Linked DNA regions of Hermetia illucens: region 1 is linked to region 2. The links are chromatin contacts, called in public Hi-C maps. All regions are on one chromosome and are shown on one strand. The core of a region is the stretch at or near the end of the contact, and the rest is flanking DNA. Distances in the headings are between cores, read along the strand shown. Region 1 holds the start of LOC119660586 (GATA zinc finger domain-containing protein 11). Region 2 holds the start of LOC119659251 (calcium uptake protein 3, mitochondrial).

Region 1 (4,810 bases), core at 2,071-4,570, 540 kb after region 2:
AAAAAAAACTCGCAACACATTCTTATGAAACTCTAACCGGATGAAAAGCGGTAAATGGTTGACCTAAAAACGACCAAAATTAGCTTCACGCTAGCATCGAGGTACTTCGCATTCACTATCCAAAACACCCTTCAATGTTACGCGGAACTTAATTTCACACCTTTTAGCCATCAATTGGCCCACTGACTCCTCTGCCTTCTAAACAAACCAATCGCCTGCAGGGTAACCAACTTTCTTAGCAAAAAACAAGAAAAACCTTAAAAGCTTCGTGTCTTCTAAACTATCTACGTAACCTGGCGAACTGGTATTGGTAAAAAGCCGATTCATAAACTCGCATGACTACCTTTCAGACAAATCTAAACTTGTTGGTGTTTTGGGTTAAAGTTTTTCGCAAAAAAATTCGCGCAGATAAACCTAAACGACATGGGCCACATGCATAGTTCGGCACTAGTAGCGTTATGTGGAGATGTCTAGCGCCTCGTCGTGAAGACCTCCGAATTCTGGATCGTCTACTATTCATTCTTGGAAATTTTTGGTTCTTTTTGCAACGCTCCAAACAATAAAAAGTGTAACTTACAGAAATGGTCGGTTTTTTGCAATAGAACAGCAGAAAGCTATCGCAGAATTCCTCGGGATTGATACAGTGGAAAAAAGCCAAATCTGGTCCGTTGAAAGAAAAAGATCATTTCGCTGATGGGAGGCGCAGCAAAAAGCGGTCGTGCGCCCGCGACCGGTGGTTTTCTTGGTTTTATGGCTTTCTCGGGGCTATTGCATGATTTCATATTGTTTGTTTGAGAGACTGGACAAAATGCCTGTCACGGCTGGTCCCGCAGGTATACTTTGGAATTTTTGGCAACACTCACTCAATATCAACACACATTGGCGGGGGGGAACGACACTTTACATAATTTCTCGATTGCAGCATCCTCCGCTGGCCTCGGAAGTTCTTCCGTGCACTTTTCATTCATATTTTTTTGATTTTCAACTATTTTTCACTTTTTTTTCAATTTTCAACTGATTTTCTCAGGATTTCTCGACACCGTTTTTTGCATAACTTTCTCTTGCACTTTTTCAACGTGATCCTGTTACATAAAACAATTCGCTTGAGTGGCAAAAATGAGAGTTGAAAAACGGACGGAAAAGAGGAAAACTGAAAAAAAGAAAATCGAACGGAAAAAGAAAAACTGCAGATTTCGCGAAGACGTCGACCGTCTGAGATTTCCGCGCGGACACTCACTCACTTTTTTGAGTCGTTCTGCGCGCGAGGGGGCAACCGGCCGTTCGGGTAATTTTTCTGTTTTCTCGCGGTCTGATTTTCGGGGTTGGGGTGGTAGCGTGGTGGGGGCACTTTTTTGTCAGTCGCTCGCAAATCGTGTCACTTCGTCCTCTTTTAGTTTCCGTCCAACGATCTCGTCCGCTTACGCACGCAATCAAGCACGCACTGAAGAACCTTTTCCACACACGCTCGCTCCGACGCTTGGCCCAAAACGCACTTGACGGGCGAACGGCCGCCCAACACTGGCTGCTGCACTGGCCGTGGACCGGTGCGGTGTGTCGCACGCATCCGACCGGCAACTGCAACGTTCTGCTCGCGGAAAACCTCGTCCCAGTCGCCGATCAGGAAAACTCAATGGGAAATTTGCAACGAAAGCGACATTTGTCGCGATTTCTATCTTCCGCGGATGTCCCAGATTTGTCGGACTACCATCGGCGGCGACGTTTTCGCGACATCGTGGTTTCACCACCCACTTTCGATTTCTGATCTTCCTCCAGGTACGGCTGTGCAGAAGTTCGAAAATTGCGGATGACTGGGGTGTCCACCCCACGGAAGGCCCTGGAAAAATGTTTGAGGAAAGGGAAGTGAAGGTTGCAAATAAACCGGGGATTTCTCCGTACTTGTGGAGCTGAGTCCTGTCACTAGTGTCAGCTGCTATGATGCTGGCGGTCCACTCCTCAATCTATTCAAAAACCGAATACATTTCATCAGTCCCAGCAGGACCCTCAGATATAGAAGAAAAAATTCTATCGAAAAATTTTCAAGTACGGGAAGTTGGACTCCCTTCGGATCCTCCAAATTAGTCGCGGGGCTTCTACAGACCTAGAAGAAACAGCTGGCCTACCAAGGACTCTTCGGGAACTTGTCCTTATTCAGAAATATGCAAATGCATAGAAGAAACGCTTCCACTTCTCAACATCAAACAGGTCTGCGGCTCAAAAAGAAAACTGCGAACTCCGTCAGTATCGAAGCAACGGGAAATCCAGGACACTAAACAGAGTTGGCAGAATGAATCCTAGTTCAGCAGACAAGATCCAGCTCTTACACCCCAAATGCTGCGAGACGAAAAAAAAATCCATGAAACCCGGAAAATGCTCAGACAATCCACTTTGAATTGAAAAATGTCCTTTTGGAATTTCCTGACCTTACTATCCGCCTGGGAAGCAGCCTTACTGGGCTGCCAAACCAACAACTCTGCCGCAAGTATTCCTTCAGCCAAACAGGGCTCCTGGACTTGGGCCGTAACCTACTACGTGCGACGTCCTAGGCCTCCCCTGAAAGCACTCAAAACAGAAAAAGGTGAACGCTCTGCCGAAAGTACAGGTCTCTTGGCTGATTACGAAATTATCAAACTCATAACAAGTGCGAATTGCCGAGTGGCCAAACAGAGATACGTTTGATTGGCAGGTGAACGACCGGCGTTCGCTCTGGAGAACACCCTCCACGTGTGGCTGTTGCGCAATTCGGATCCAATTTCGGCGTAGAAGGAACCCGCCACCTGGACTTCCAGCTAAGGATCACGTCCCCCGAATATCCCTCGCATATCCTAAATGGTTGAGTGAGATTTCGCGTGAAGGACACGATTTTTCAATTCCCGCAGAGTCGCAGCAACGCCGGTCCGTTAACGGAAAAGGAAATAATTCCCCAATCCCAAGACTGTCCCAACTGCAACGAGCTCTATCGAAACATTCGGAATTATTGCAAAAAACGCTGGCTAAGATTTTCGTCACGAATTCAAAGTCCTTGGAGGTATCCCGACTTCCCGGCTTGGTCGCGTTCCCGCTTGATACCGATCGGTTTGAGTCTCAGATCGCCGTGCGACTGAGCTGAATGAAAATCGCCACCAAGTTTCGCATTCGCAGCTACCCCACGGGAGCCCCAACCCCCGTCAAAATCGAGAGGAAAACTCCACCAACCGTAATCTCGCGAAAATCTCCGTTCAGTTACCGCAACTTCGACAGTGTCGTCGACGTGAGCGTCAGCGCGAAGCGTCTCCGGCACAGACCCCACGTACAATCAATCGCGTACAACCTCAATGGTTGCCGAGAACGGACTGAGTGGCATTTTCTTATCGCTGTGCCGGTCTCCGACTGCCCGACTTGTCTCCCAATTGGGACGCCACAGCGCGTCATCGATTTGATAAGAATCCCTGCACACGGAGGGGAAGTTGGATGTGACGCAGGCGGTGTGGGTTTGAGAAGCGCTCGGTGCATCGCGCGCCCGGTTGTTGACCCCGATATGCACTTGTGCAACGAGCTGCAGCCGAGTGCAGTGGATCGAAGCATCGGGTTTGCACCTCCGCTCTGTGCAACATGTTGCGCGAGGAGGCTCGCTACTCGTGATGTAAGCCGGCGTAGAAGCGTACGTCGCGCGGCGGGCATGGAAGTCACGCGAAACTTGTTTTCGAATATTCGCACGGTGCTGGGTGGCTGGCGATAATTACTGGCGGCGTTCGGTCGATTCGTCACCCACTTTCCGAATTTTTGCCAAGCGAGTGACGTTACTGGCCGCAATGTGATGAAACTTGTTGTGCTCACGATTCGTGGACTACGTGACCTTCTTCCCGGAGGATTGGAACCACAAGGCGAGCACGCTGACGGGTGCGAAGCGGAAGTTGACAAAATGTTTATTCGTAACGACCACGCTTTATTGATTCTAAGAAGCAGTCGTGATGGTGCTGCGGACTTTGGAGCTTGCATTTTTGCGGACAGTCTTCAGATGAAAACGGAACTGCTAGCGGTGGGCAATCATTGAATGATTCCGGAAATCATGGCATCTCCGGGGAATCCCGGTGTACGTGCTTTCGAGCTGAGTAAGCATCTTTGCAGTTTTCGTTGCATTGTTTTTATTAATGCCTTGATTTCAGTATCCATAATTTTTTTTAGCAATTAGAATGGTAAACGCCTTAGGAGGTTTTTTGAATCGTTTTTTTGGATCGTCAATTGAGCTAACCCAAAATATGCTGCAGAAATTTCAAAGCGAAATTTGCGTTCCTTTAGATTTCATGAGGACTATCAGGTACAGGCTCAGGTACGAGCGCCCAGAAGTTAGCCCTTTTATGCCCTTACGTAATCTTGTAGCGCTATGTAAATAACGTATTTATAAATGCTTGGCGTCAGTGCGTTTTACGAGTATATTTGCATTTGTTGTAATTGCATTTTATTTCTAATTAAGAGTGAGAAATGCTTTCATCTTCAAAAGGCGACTTTGCAAACAATTTTATTCTCAAACGCGTTTTTCTCAAAATGACTTTTTTTTACATTTGCAAAAAGGAGCTATCACCACACCTGCAGTTAGGTATAAAATGAAAATCCATCTACGAGAAGAAAGAGAAACTTAGGGTCCGATGCAAATAACCCGCAGGAATCATCTGACTTGGTGACTGGGTCGGGCTCTCGTAATTAACAGCACGGCGTCCAAAAGTGTTGCCCCGCCTGCTACAGCTGTTCGCCATAGCCTGTGGCGACCACTTCAGCAGGCTCGCGTAAGCAGCGGATGGAGGAGAAACAAATGAACCCCTTTATGATCCGCTCC
Region 2 (5,094 bases), core at 1,236-3,735:
AAAGCTATCGTACGGAAGGTCACGGTTCCGGATACCAGTCGACTCAGCTGTGAATGAGTACCTGAGTCAAATCAGGTAATAATCTCGGGCGAGCGCAATGCTGACCACATTGCCTCCTAGTGTACCGTTGCGGTCTTGAATAAAGTGCTCTAACACACTTCAAGGCCCTGATCCAATATGGATTGTTGCGCCAACGATTATTATTATGCATCGTCTGGTGGCCAAAACTGAACTTTGCTAATAGCAGAAAGCTGCTAACTCAGATTCAGAGACTTGGTTGCCTAAGTATTACTGGAGCAATGAGTACTACGCCGGCTGCGGCACTTGAAGCTATCCCAAATTTACCCCCCATTCACTTGGAGGTGAAACGGAAATCAGCCATCGACGCACATAGGCTCTATACCATTGGGGCGTAGAAAGGCTGCAAATCACACGGTCATGCGTCTGGAAATTCCTTGAAAAACATCCGGTAGCCCTAATGCCGACCGATCATATGGCTTCCAGATTCGTCTTTGAAAAGATATACACTGTCGTAATCACCGAAAGAGAAGAATGGTCCACAAGTGGCGATGAGTCTTTTCAGATTACAGACCTAATAATCTTCACCGACGGGTCAGTCATGGAGGATGGATCGGGCGTAGGGGTATTCTCGGAGAATCCGATTATAGAACTGGCCCGACCCCTCGGAAAAATTACGACCATATTCCAGGCGGAGATATATGCCATTTCATTGGCAGCAGAAGAATGTCTGCGACAAAAATGGAGGGGTCGCGCCATTCGAATCTGTTCCGAGAGTCGGGCGGCATTATCAGCACTAAATGACAACGGCATATCAGGTGTGGAGTTGTCATCAGGTGCTGCTGAATCTTAGTCGACTGAACCAAACATTCCTGATGTGGATGCCGGGGCACTCTAACATCGCCGGTAATGAGGAGGTTAACAGACTGGCTCGCCGAGGGTCTGGATCCACAATGGTGGGGCCAGAACCAGCTCTTGGAATCCGACCATCTACTGTCAAGTCTACCCTGAAGGGTGAAATTATAAAGATTCACGCAACCGAGTGGAGAAATTTGCACTCTTGCCGGCAAACGATAATCTTTGTGAAAGAGCCTAAGAAGTGGGACATGAAAACCCTAGTAGGGCTTTTAACGGGACACTGCTCCTTAAACTACATATGGAAAAGATCGGGGTAGTGGTTTCGGCTATGTGCAGCCAATATGAGGAGGAGGAGATGGGCCTGCACTTTTTATGCACGTGCCCGGCATCCTCAGATCTCAGACGAAGACACCTTGGCAAGGTTTGCTTCAATGAAGAATCTGAACACTCTCTGCCTCTGGAGAATGTTCTCAGATTCGCTAAAGCCTGCGAAGAACGCACGCGGGAGATCATTGAATAGGCTATTTACGGGGATAGTACAATGGGCCGAACAATGGCCTGAGTGCTCGGAGCTGCGGCTCCCCCCAGTAAACTAAACTACCGAGTTCTGGACCTTGAACAAATGGCCCTGAATTTGAAGAAGGAGGCAAGTAGAAGGTCGATAATGTCCTGTCATGTCGGGCTGACGAGGTAACGAAGAATATCGTAGAGATGGCATGCGTTTTTTGCCAGAAAAATAGGACTGCACCACTCATAAAAAGTGGCGTAATAACAACCAAGGCAATCGCCAATTAATCAAAATGATTTACATATATCATCATCGCTAGTTCCGGCTTCACCTGACTGTTCTTTATGAACGTAGACGGAACGTACTATCCCAAATCCAAAACCACAAACATGACTACGAAATATTTCCATGCGTCAATGAAGTTTGCAAAATGTACGCGGAAATGTTTGTTCTAAGCCGCTAATTCCAAGGAAAAGGCTTGACAACCTTCGCCTTGAAAGTTCGTTCATTTAAGTTTCGCGTTCATTCATTCTCGGCAGAATAAAATTTTCTTTTCAAGCAAATGAATGACACCAAAAAGATTCAAATCATTTTCGTAAACAAAACCAAATTCACAAAATGCACCAAAATACGTTACACTAGCGATCAGCTGACTGTCACGGTCCGGTCGTTTACACTTGACACATTCGGATTGTTTACATCTTACTGCTAAGCCAGAGCGAGACGGCTCTATACCATCCGTCGCCCCATCCCCTACTTACCTTGATTTTCTTCACATTGAGCGCCTGGTGGGGCTTGGAATTTGTGTAATTCACTATGGAAAACGCGACCAGGCCGCCGGCTACCAACACTGCACACTTGCCGCTATCTTTCGGTAATTGTTTTGCGCCGCGCCATTGCGTGTAATTCCGCACGGAACCCCGGAAACTTCGGAAAAGAACGCGACCACGATTTGACAGTTGACCGACGGACGCCATTCTTGTTGGGGAACTTTTCTATTTTTGGCGTGAGTCAGTTCAGCGTGAATCAGGTGCGCGAAATTAGCATCGGCCCGGTCACCCGCGGCGGGGAATAGACCGTAGAGAGACAGAGAGCTCTAGAGAGACTGATGTTCGAAAATGAGCGCAACTTCGAATATGAGCGATGTGCAGCAGGTGCAGAGAGACCACGTGCTTAGCCCCGGTTCGAAAATAACATTCTAATGATGACGTAACCGAACAGCTGATTTTCGTGATAGTGGTATGGAATTTGAACCAAGTGGAATTAGAGAGTAACGTGATTCGGATTAAATAGTCCAACGAAATGTGTGGGCATGAGAAATGCACGCAATATGGGAGGAGGAGAAATGGTTCCCGTACTAACATATTATATAGAAAGTTATATTAGATAATTCTCAAGAAATAATGGTTAAGACCACATAACTCAATAAATAAATCGGGATATCTGAAACTAGTTTTATATTCACCTTATGTGAGGCGCTTTCTATGCACGTTTTCCAAGTCATACATAGCTAAGAATATAAAATATTCCATCGTACAAATATTACCGAACTCCAGGATGGATGCTTTTTAAGGTTTTGTGTAAAACTGTGTCTTTTTTCCTCTGGGTTGGAAGGTGGAAAGGTTCAAAACGTACTGCTGGTTCCTGCCATGCAGCTATGTGAGACTTCTACTCACTAAAACCACCTCCTTCTCATTCCACTCTCCCCACGGAACTCCTATAAAGTATTGGGTCGTGGGGCTGGATCAGCTTTTAACTGCGGCTCATTATGGTTCTCTCCCTTTCTTGTTTTCGTCGTAGTTCTTGCTGTCTAAGACCGTGACTGCTATTGTGAGAGCAGGGAAGCAGAGTCCAGTCGGCTCGGATCTTCAGAGCCGGTTCGTAGCTTTCACAAAGGAAAGCAGCTCTCTCATCCTGCAGCTAGAAATCTCTCCGAGGTCCCCAGAGCCTGACTCCTCCGCAGCTTCGCCAACGCTCGTAAGCCTTCGCCATCTAAGGCCCGAGGCTGCTAAGTAGTGCGAGTTGCCTCCACCCCTGATAGCCGCCAGCAAAAAGTCGACTATATTCACCGAAGGGCTGCCAAGAGCAGAGCTTCGCCTGGCCAATCAGGCAGTTCGTTCATTCCACTCTATGTTCCTGTCCGGGAACCCAAAGGAGGGTGACCTTGAGCGTGTGACCCATACGGTTCACCGCATCTCTGCACTGTCCCACCAGGTTAGAGGATGTCGTCGCTGAGTACAATGCCTTGATGACCGCTTGGTTGCCGATCAAAATAGCTATCTTCCGCTTGGGGCTCGGATCTCCCTCCAGCCATCGACAGACTTTCAATATCGCCAGTACTTCCCCTTGGAATACACTAGCGAAACCTGGTAGACCATACGACTCGGATACACTGCGTCTATTAGAGAAAACCCTTGCGCCGACTCCAGAGAGCTTCTTTGATCCATCGGTAAAGAATACTGAGTCATAACCTTGCAACACGATGCCGGTCTTCTACATTGCCCTGATTGGAAAGTCCACAGCAAACTTTCTCGTGACGCTCTCCTCTTGCACACGTGGTTCTTTGAATCCTATTGTATTTTTTGCTCAAGGCCTGCCACCATACAATAGAGCAGCTGCAGTTAGGATCGGACGCACTACAACGGTGTACATCCAGAGAACCATTCTCGGCCGGTGACCCCATTCCTTTGCAAAGTTTGTCTTGCAGGCATAAAAGGCTATCCAGGCCTTCTAAACCCTCAGTTCTATGTTCAATCTCCAATTTAGCTTTGGATCCAGAGTTACACCCAGATACTTTACATTAGAGGAAAGAACCAATCTTTGTTCATTCAAGTGGTGAATGGCATCAGTTTAGTTAGATTTATGCCGAGTCCACATCTTGCGGACCACAGGCACAGCGTTGCGCTCCTTTCATGATATTGTTCATAATAGACGACAGCACCCCTGACACTAATATCACCAAATCGTCGGCATACGCCACCACCTTCACTTCGTTGCTCTCCAATATTCGTAAAATTTCGTTCATTACTATTAACCAGAGCACCGGAGAGATGGTGCAACCTTGGAGCATGCTTCTATTTACAGCTCCCGTCAAGTGGTTGCCTCCCAGATCCAACTGGATTTTCTTGGTACATAGCTATGGATATAATCGAATACGTAAGATACCCTTCCAATCCAATACTGGTCAAGGCTTCCTTGATAGCGTACTTACGTTGTTAAAAGCCGCCTCTATATCCAAGAAGGCAGCTGCCTGCACTGCTTGTACTACAGTGACCGCTCAATTGTGTCAATTACCTCTGTGGATTTTCCTTTGAGGTATTGTCCTTAAGTGGATGTTCAAGACGTACCCTAGGGTCTTCAGCACGAAGGAGGTCAAGCTAATTGAACGAAAGTTCTTCGCGGACTCATGACCGCGCCTGCTCGCTTTCGGTATGAAAACCACTTGTGCGCACCTCCAGAACTGCGGTGTGTATCCTAAAGAGATGCAGCTCCGGTAAATCTCAGCAAGCCACGGAACAACCCTTTCCGGCTGCTTCTATAGCATGACTGGTATTATCCCATCTGGGCCTGGAGATTTATATGCGGAGAAGCTGTTTATAGCCCATAGATTTGAAGTAATAATAAAACCAAAGAATGACGCACCTCTTTCGTTGATTTCGGAGCTGCTCCAAAGCGTATGCCTTGCATTCGCGTTGCAGCCTATCAGCAGG

Evidence for each region. Hi-C and Micro-C count contacts between places; a contact is called where the count stands out from the background.
Region 1: a Hi-C map of whole body shows a contact between it and region 2, with 5 times the contacts expected there. The contact joins the promoter of LOC119660586 here to the promoter of LOC119659251 in region 2. A contact is called at or near these places in 2 of 2 Hi-C or Micro-C datasets (an unstated tissue and whole body).

Annotation. Positions count from the first base shown.
Region 1 is chr6:67,753,261-67,758,070 of iHerIll2.2.curated.20191125, forward strand. LOC119660586 (GATA zinc finger domain-containing protein 11) reads right to left here and starts at 3,321. Exons shown (of 6, transcript XM_038069255.1): 1 at 3,193-3,321; 2 at 905-1,082.
Region 2 is chr6:67,209,760-67,214,853 of iHerIll2.2.curated.20191125, forward strand. It overlaps LOC119659251 (calcium uptake protein 3, mitochondrial), which reads right to left and starts at 2,486. Exons shown (of 11, transcript XM_038067237.1): 1 at 2,146-2,486. The coding sequence starts at 2,361.